2 separate regions of the Mus musculus genome follow, and region 2 is linked to region 1. Evidence: chromatin contacts called from public targeted proximity ligation data. All regions are on one chromosome and are shown on one strand. The core of a region is the stretch at or near the end of the contact, and the rest is flanking DNA. Distances in the headings are between cores, read along the strand shown. Region 1 overlaps Fam189a2 (family with sequence similarity 189, member A2). Region 2 overlaps Tjp2 (tight junction protein 2).

Region 1 (4,191 bases), core at 578-3,077:
TCATAAGGCCAGGCGTTCGAACTGTGACGTTGTAGTGGCAGAATATTGGATAGAGAGTGTCATTGTGGCAGCTAGTTTTTGTCAATGTGATATAAGCAAGTGGTGCCTGGAAAGAGGGAAATTGAATTGAGAAGATGTGTCCTTCAGATGGTCTGTGGGGTATTTTCTTGATTGATGACTGGTGAGGGAGGGTTAGCTCACTGTGGGCGGTGCCACCCCTGGGGGCAGGTGGTTCTGAGTGCTATAGAAAGCAGGCTTAGTAAGACATGAAGACCAAACCAGTAAGCAATACTCCCTCCTGGGCTTTGCTCTAATCCTGCTTCCAGGTTCCTGCCCTGACTTCCCTCAGTGATAGGGTGTGACCTGAGAGTTGTGAGCTGAGATAAATGCTTTCTTCCTCTAGTTGTTTTCAGTCAGCGTTTTGTCAGAGAAACAAGCGAACTAGACTAGTTGTAAAATATTAATCTAACTTAAAGTAAGTGATATGATTTTATAACTTAAAATAAGGGCTTGCAACTGGGTAAGGCTGAGACTGTCAGCTCATAAGTTAAGTCTCAGTCACTATGCTACATGGGTTTATATGCATCTTAGTAAGACAGCATTATAGCCAGGTGTAGTGATGCATGCCTGTAAAACCAGCATTTAGGAGGCTGAGGCTGACCATGGAGAGTTCAAGGCCAGTCTGTACTACTTAGAAGACCTCTTCTTACGCAACAAAACCAACACAAACAAACGAAGCAGCGGCTGAGAGATGAGAGATGGCTTAGTGTTTCTTGCAGAGGATTCAATTCCCAGGTGGCTCACAGCTGCCAGGAACACCAGCTTCAGAGGATCTGATGTCCTCTTTGTCCTCTGGAGGCACACATGTGCACACACACACACATCTCTCTCTGTCTCTGTCTCCTCTCTCTCTCTCTCTCTCTCTCTCTCCCTCTCCCTCTCTCTCTCTCTCTCTCACACACACACACACACACACCCTGCACCAAATACATTAGTTTAAGAAATGAACACAATGTGTGTAGAAAGAAACTGGCAGTGCCTTTCAGCTGTGCCTGGCTCTTCCTCTGAACCACACAAGTCTGCCTTTTGGAGCTTAGTTTTCCTGCCTTGAGAAGATAACTTCGTAATACAGGCTCAACTCTCCCCTCCCCCTCCCCCCACTTGGGTGTGTATTGCACCCCTCCCTCCCTCCTTTCCTTCCTTTCTGTGTTGCCCAGGTTCCCCTCCCTTGCTTCCTGAGTGTTGGAATGTGCCAGAGGTCAATGTAGGGAAGAGGCCTTGTTGCATTAGAGAAACCAGTGGGGCCTTTTTTTTTTTTTTTTTTCCAAGACAGTCTCAACTTTGAACTCCATGTGTAACTGAGGCTGGCCTTGTTCTCTGCACCCTCCTGTCTCTGAGCCCCAGAACTGGGATTTTAGGGATGCTTCAGTGCACCTGGGGCATTGTTTTGCAGATCTGGGTTTAGCTGTCCAGCTTTGGCACCTCCTGGCTTCACCTCCCCCTTCACATACTGGGCATTGCTTGCCTAGGTCTTTCTTCCCCTAGCCCAGTGCTTGGCTGTGGGTTTCTTTGGCTCTCAGCTCAGCAGCCACAGCCACACCCTGAGGAGGCACTTTCCCTGGCTACCCCAATGACTGCTTCCTGCTTTCCAGAGTGTAGTGACCTAGCCAAGAGCATTGAGGCAGCCTGCTTAGCCTGTGGACTGGCTGCTTAGGGTTCTGTGTGTCTCCCCAGGAGGCTCTTCACTTCCCCTTCCAGCTCTAGGGCCAGTTCACTCTTATGCTTCTGTGGCTGTGTGGAGGAGGCTGGGGCAAGACTGGCCATTGGCCCCCATCCAGCCCCTTGGGAGACCAGCTGTCCTCGTTTCCAGTTATGTCCACACCAGCCTGGAACATGTGAGTGTTCCTTTGTAAGGAGCAGTCCTTTTGTGTGCCCTCTTCTGATTGTGACTGCGATTACTTCAGGTTGTTGATCAGCTTGAACAAAAGAGGGTCAGTTTGTCCCAGTTCCTTCAAACTCACGTTTCCATGGAAACCCAGACCTTCATTCATTGGCTACTATCAGCAGAGCACTCCCATGCCCAGGACAATGATAGTGCTGGAGAATAGGTTTTAAATACTTGTGGTTGTCCTTAGGGTAAAGCATATGCCTGTATGTAGCAGTCTAGAGTAAGTATTTTGCACAAAAGGCTAACATTTTCCATGTTTAAAGTATATTCTTATTTTTCTGCTTCTTATTCCTTTTGGATTTTAACAAAAAGTTTTGAAATTGTTTAAAAAAAAATCAGACTCTGTTCCAGAGATGGCCTCGAAAATTGTCATGTATGGGTACCTCAGTTAGTAAACAGAATTGTCTTAATTACATGCTTTTCCTCGGTAGTGCGTTAGTAAGAATCACCGCCATGAACATCCAGCTGCCCAGTAGAGTTTTGGTTGCTCATGAAGTGGTAGTTGGAACTGATGCTACTTTCTTGTCAGTGTGGAGTAGGTGGGGTGCATGTGACCCGCATACTGGTGTAAAGGAAGCTCTGTCATCAATGTAACAAACAAAGGCTCAGGGCCAGGGTGATGGTTCTAGCCTGATGGCCTGACTCGATCCCCAGGACTCATGGCAGAAGGAAAGAACAGACTCTTACAAGTTGCACTCTGACCTCCAGATGCATGCTGTGGCATGCCCCCAACAAACAAACAAATAAACAAACAAACAAACAAACAAATGTATATCTCGGATTCCATGTAGTTATTTTATTTTATTTGAACAGGTCTCATTATATAACCCTGGTGGCCTTGGAACTCACCATGTAAACTGGATGGCCTTGAACTCACAGAGATCTGCCTGCTTCTGCCTTCTGTGTGCTGGGATTAAAGGCCTGTGCCACTATGCACGGCCGGTTCCATTTGTTCATTCTTACTTGTAGGTGTCCTAAATTATACCTCACAGCGAGGACAAGAAATGGTAACTACGGTGGCTACTTAAAAACGATTCTTTGATTGTGCCAGCTTCATTAGAATGGTTAGAACAAAATGGCTTAACTATACTATACATTCCTCCCTTCATTTACTCTACATAAGGTAGGCCAGGGATCTGGCTCTGTTTCCCAGCACTTAGAGACCCGGGGGCCCTTCATCTGTTGAGAGAATCATGGGAGACTAACATGCTTTGTTTGAGGACTAACCTTCAAGATTGATTAACTAGAGAGTCACGCTTCCTGAGGCCCTGAAGAACTGGAGTCTAAACCAGCACATGCAATTGAGGATTCTCTGCATACAAATGAGATGGGCCGTGGGGCTCTTTGGCCCCATGTAGGCTGCTGCATTCAAAGACATCTTGTGGCTGACCATAACTTGGAATGAGCCCTGATTATTTCACAGTGTATGAGACCTAGATTTAACGCTGACACATTACCACTAATTATTAGGTACCCGTGAGGCAATCTTGTAATTTATGTGTCTGTGAAATAGGTGCCTTGATTCAGAACAATATTTTGCATCCTTCTTACTGTGCCATTAGAGATTTCCAGAACCCTCCCTAGTTATTTTGATGATATTTTAATTTCAGATGGGCATTGTAAGCTCCCTTTGTATAAGTTGTAATTCAGTGACCATACACTCTTCTATCATTTGCTTACTCTTCCTCCCCCCTTCCCTTCCCTTCCCTTCCCTTCCCTTCCCTTCCCTTCCCTTCCCTTCCCTTCCCTTCCCTTCCCTTCCCTTCCCTTCCCCTCCCCTCCCTTCCCTTCCCTTCCCTTCCCCTCCCTTCCTTCTTGTTGTTTTGAGATAGAGCATCATGTATCCCAAGCTGGCCTCGAAGTAGCTATGTAACCAAAGATGGTTTTAAACTTCTCATCCTTCTGCCCCCACTTTCTGGATCCTAGGACTATAGGCATGTGATTCCATGCATGGTTTTCTTTGATGCTGGACATCGAATCTAGTAGGTCCTTTGCGTACTAGGGAAGCATTCTACCAAGTAAGTGAGTTGCAGTCCTAATGCCTCCCTCTGTTTTTTAAGGCATAAGAATGTCTGGATAGCTGGGTATGGTGGTGCTTAAGGATAATCTCAGCTACTTGGTAGGCTGAGGCAAAACATCACAAGTTTGAGGCAGATCTGGGTTAACTTAGATTCCGTCTCCAAAGGAAAAAAAGCTAGATATGTAGCTGAATGGTAGAGTGCTTGTCTGACAGACAGACAGAC
Region 2 (4,191 bases), core at 999-3,498, 140 kb before region 1:
CATTCAGCATTTTATTCTTTTGATGGACTTTTTTTTAAAGTTGCTATTATGAATAAAGCTCTTTTAAAAAAAATTCCTGCACATCATTTTGGGTACACATACATATCTTTCAGGTGTGAATTCCAAGTATTCGAATCCTTATGTTGTGACCTATGGATGATTGTGTCAATCTGTAACTCTGACGTCCCATAGACCTGACCATGACTTATTTTATCTTGTTGCTTCTTTCCCTGATCAGAAGCAGTTTACTATTTATCATGTTCAGTCTTTGTGTCTGTAAACCAGGCATTAAATGCAGAGCCTATTGGTCAGGGTTTAGTCAGGAGAAAAAAATATATAGGTGTGTGTGCGTGTGTATATATATATATATATATATACACACGCACGCACACACACACACACACACACACACACACACACACACACACACACATATATATAGGTTATTTCTAGGAAAGAGAAACTAGTGCAGAATATTGGCATTGCCAGTCCACCAAACAATTGAAGGCATAAAAACCAGGGTTTCATCACCAGCATTCATATTTGCCCCACAGACTCCGGTTGTACGAGGCTCCTAAGACCCTTCCTCAGCCTTGGTGGTCCTGAGGCTGGCGAGGGGAAGGGAAGTGGGGAATCCGCTTGCTGCTGCTGGTGAAGAAAGGAGGAACGCTGAAGGCTTCAGCTTTCTTTCATGCGTTCAGATCATCCATGTGTACTTCCCTGGCCCCGGGTTCTTCACCCAGAGATCTGGAGGTGTCTGGCCTCTGGTAAAAGAGCTCTCTGTGCTAGAAAGGCCTGGGTGCCTCTTGGGATTGCTCTGAGGTACTCAGTAGTCAGTGGAAGTGGCTGTCATTTCTTATTTTCTTCATCATTTCAGGGGAGTACTAGACTTTCTGGTTGCACGCTCCCAAGGCTGTCCTTTGACTTTATAGTCAGTCACCTGATACAGCCCAGGTGACCGGTAACAGCTACCTTCTCCATAAGGTATCTTACCTTTGGAAGGGCCTGCATCCTGAGGTTTAGCTCTGTTTCCTGCTTCCCATCACACTATATTGCTTATCTAGACTGGTCTCAAATTCTGTTAGGGACCACAGGCAAGTGCCACCATTTCTGGCTCTGCTATAGGAGGAATAAGCTTGCAGAGTTACACTCCAAGGCCAAAGGGTGTTGCTTACTGGTGGAACACCTGCCTAGCGTGTTCTAGGTCCTGGATTCACTCCCCAGAAATGGAAAAAAAAAAGAAAACCAGATAGCTGTGGTATCAGTCTTGCAATATCAGCACTTGGGAAAGCTAAAACAGGAGAATTAAGAGCTTGAGGCTAGCCTGGGCTACCTAGCAATCTTAGGCTATCAAGGGAGACCAAAGAATAATGATTTTCAAATTTACAAGTTAATGAATAGAAGATGGCTTAATTCCGTTAACTTAATTCTTTGATGAGTTACTTATCAACCCCAGTGAGTACGTTGTCTTAGACATCCTTCTCATCTGATTGTATAAGTATATAAATCTGATTTTTTTTATAATGAGCCCTACTCATCTTTCACTTCTTTTGAATTTTGTCAAATGAAATGGACAGAGATTATATTTATCCCAGTTTGTGCTTCATATCTCATGCTGACCGAATAGTCCGTCAAAACTGTGGGCAGTAGTGATCTCAGCCATTTGCGTTTGTTTTATAAAATCTTAAGTTTTTTAAAATGTTAGCTTTAAAAATCTTTAGCCCCATTGACAATGCCCGCTGTCACCCCTGGGGAAAACTTGACTTGTTTCTTTTCCCCCCTAACTTTGGAATATTGGTGAATTTTTTCTCCTTCATTCAAATTATCTTCTCTACCACTCCAACCCACTCTACCCTGACTGTCTATTACTGTTACTAATTGTTAGCGGGGAAACAGTGGCCACCAAATACCAAATGGTATTTGATTCACCAAATACCATTTGAGGCTCCTGGCCGCACAGTACTGCTTCTCCGAGAAACTGGAAGCGCTACGCGGAGAGTAGACTTGTAAGCGACTGCACTGGGAAGCCCAGGACCCGTGACTGAGCTCCTACCCTGGAGTAGCTGGAGCTGCCTATTTGCAGAGCTTGTGTGGATTTGAAAGTACCAGAACTATATTCACAGAATCCATTTTATCCCCCCCCCCCAACCCCCCAACTCCAGACTTGGAGTCAGCCAGAGCTCACAATAGATGTGCAAACAGTTTACAGTGTCTGAGACAATGAACAAAGGGTCCCACTGTGTGAGCTTAGAAAACGGAGCTGCAGGGAAACTTCTGGGGAGTGACCTAATTCACTCCCTCAGCAGCCCTCCTTGTGCTGGAGCTTAAATATATGTGTATGTGTGTGTGTGCCCGCGTGTGTTTTATTTTTTGCTGGGGATGAGACCCAGGGCCTCATGCATGGTAGGGAAACATTGACTACCTATTTCCACCTGTAGCTCCCTGCACATACACATGAATATGTATTCATTCATATTCTCTCTCTCTCTCTCTCTCTCCTTCCCTCCCTCCCTAGATATCTATAAATATTTAGGCTTAGTGTTATAACTTGAAGAGGGATCTGTCCTGTTGCTTTATGTATTTTTTTGTATAGTACAGTATTTATTTTTATCTTCATTTATTTATTTTAAGTCAATTTCTGGAGTTGACTGGTCTTTGCCACACAAAAGTCAGGAACTTCAGAAAGGCAGCTGACAGTCTTCCTCCGCAACTTGTTCTCTGGCCGGAACGAGGCATCTGCTGTTCGAAGATAAATTTCTCACTGGGCTTTTCTGCTGAAAAAGATGGTCAAGCAGAACTGGGTTAAAAATAAATTTAGCTTGGGCATTGCCAAGTTTCTAAGTGTCGTGTTTGTGATTGACTTCTAAGGCAAACACAGGAGGTCATGCTTGAGTTCCACGCTCTTGGCAGAGAGGACTCTCTTGTCATCTGGGTAGCACCAGGCACGTCCCTCGGGCTTCTGAATAGGAAAGAGCAAAGAACATCCATCTAGTGTGGGTTCCGACCCTCACTAAGACAACTCAGGCTGGAGAGATGGGATGGAGATGACTTGTTAATTAAATGCATTAGCAGTGGGGGGGGGGGTTCCTCAGCTCTAAATCACCGCTGCACTGTGTCGTGCCCCCCCCCCCCCCCCCTTCATCTGGAGTGTAATTTGAAGACTTAAATGTCAGGGCTGGTTCAGTTGGATCATGACCTGGCAATGAACTGTCCTAAGGACACAACGGTAGCACATCCCGCCCGACAGTTCCCAGCCGTACGCCTTTGGCTTCATTCTTAGGATAGTGATTTATGGATTGACAAATGTTATACGCTGGGAAGCTGACATCCCTGTCTGTCCCTGGTCTTGATTGTTCCCACCTGGCTACTATCATTCACGGTGTAAACAGCAGAGGCCCTTTGATTGTGGAGAAGTTGACTATAACTTGCTCTTTGAAATGGTGGGCTTACAAAAATGTCCTCAAAAATAGAAACCCAAGTATCCTTTGAAATGTGTGTATATAATCAGAAGATCAGAGAGTTTTTTTTTTTTTTTTTTTATGTGTACACGTGTGTGCCTGAGTATAGGTATATGTACCAACATGTGTCCAGAAGTCTGTGCACACAAGTCAGAAGAGGGTGTTGGATCCCCTGGGACTGAAGATACAGGTGGTTGTGGGCAGCCATGTGGGTGTTGAGCACTGAACCTAAGTCCTTTGTAAGAGCAGCCAGTGCTCTTAACTAATGAGCCACCTCTCCAGTCCATCCTTCTAGTCCCAGTCTGAACCATACTGGATATATAATCCTATCGGAGGCAGCTTGGGGCAGACGTTACTGCTCGGGGAATGAAAGAATATGCAAAGAAGAGAAAGGAGAACCTGGATCCTAAGGACTGGGACTTCTTGCACTCCTCCCTGCTCCTCCCTACTTTCCTGCTTCAGCATCTCTTCCCTTCTCTCTTTTAGATTAATAGGAAGGCATGTTTATGGCATACATGTTTATGTATATAAATATGTACGCACACGCATACATATGTGTGTGTGTGTGTGTGTGTGTGTATATATATATATATATATATATATATATATATGATTATGGCCGGGATGCAGGTCAGTGCCCTCCCCCCACATCCACCCACCCTGAGAAGCACCTTGCAGAAGGCACCTTTGGAGTGACAAGTCTAAGATGCTCCTGAGTGAAGCTTGCAGATGG

The links.
Region 2: a contact with region 1 is called in a targeted proximity ligation map of extraembryonic endoderm stem cells. A contact is called at or near these places in 4 of 130 datasets of targeted methods (bone marrow-derived macrophages, embryonic stem cells, extraembryonic endoderm stem cells and 1 more) and 2 of 9 other capture datasets (adipose tissue and pancreatic islet).

What each region holds. Positions count from the first base shown.
Region 1 is chr19:24,014,662-24,018,852 of GRCm38.p6, reverse strand. All of the region lies in intron 2 of Fam189a2 (family with sequence similarity 189, member A2), which reads left to right. Among named protein-coding and RNA genes, the nearest start is that of Fam189a2, 14 kb to the left of the region's middle.
Region 2 is chr19:24,158,603-24,162,793 of GRCm38.p6, reverse strand. The region is part of intron 2 of Tjp2 (tight junction protein 2); the gene reads left to right. Among named protein-coding and RNA genes, the nearest start is that of Tjp2, 64 kb to the left of the region's middle.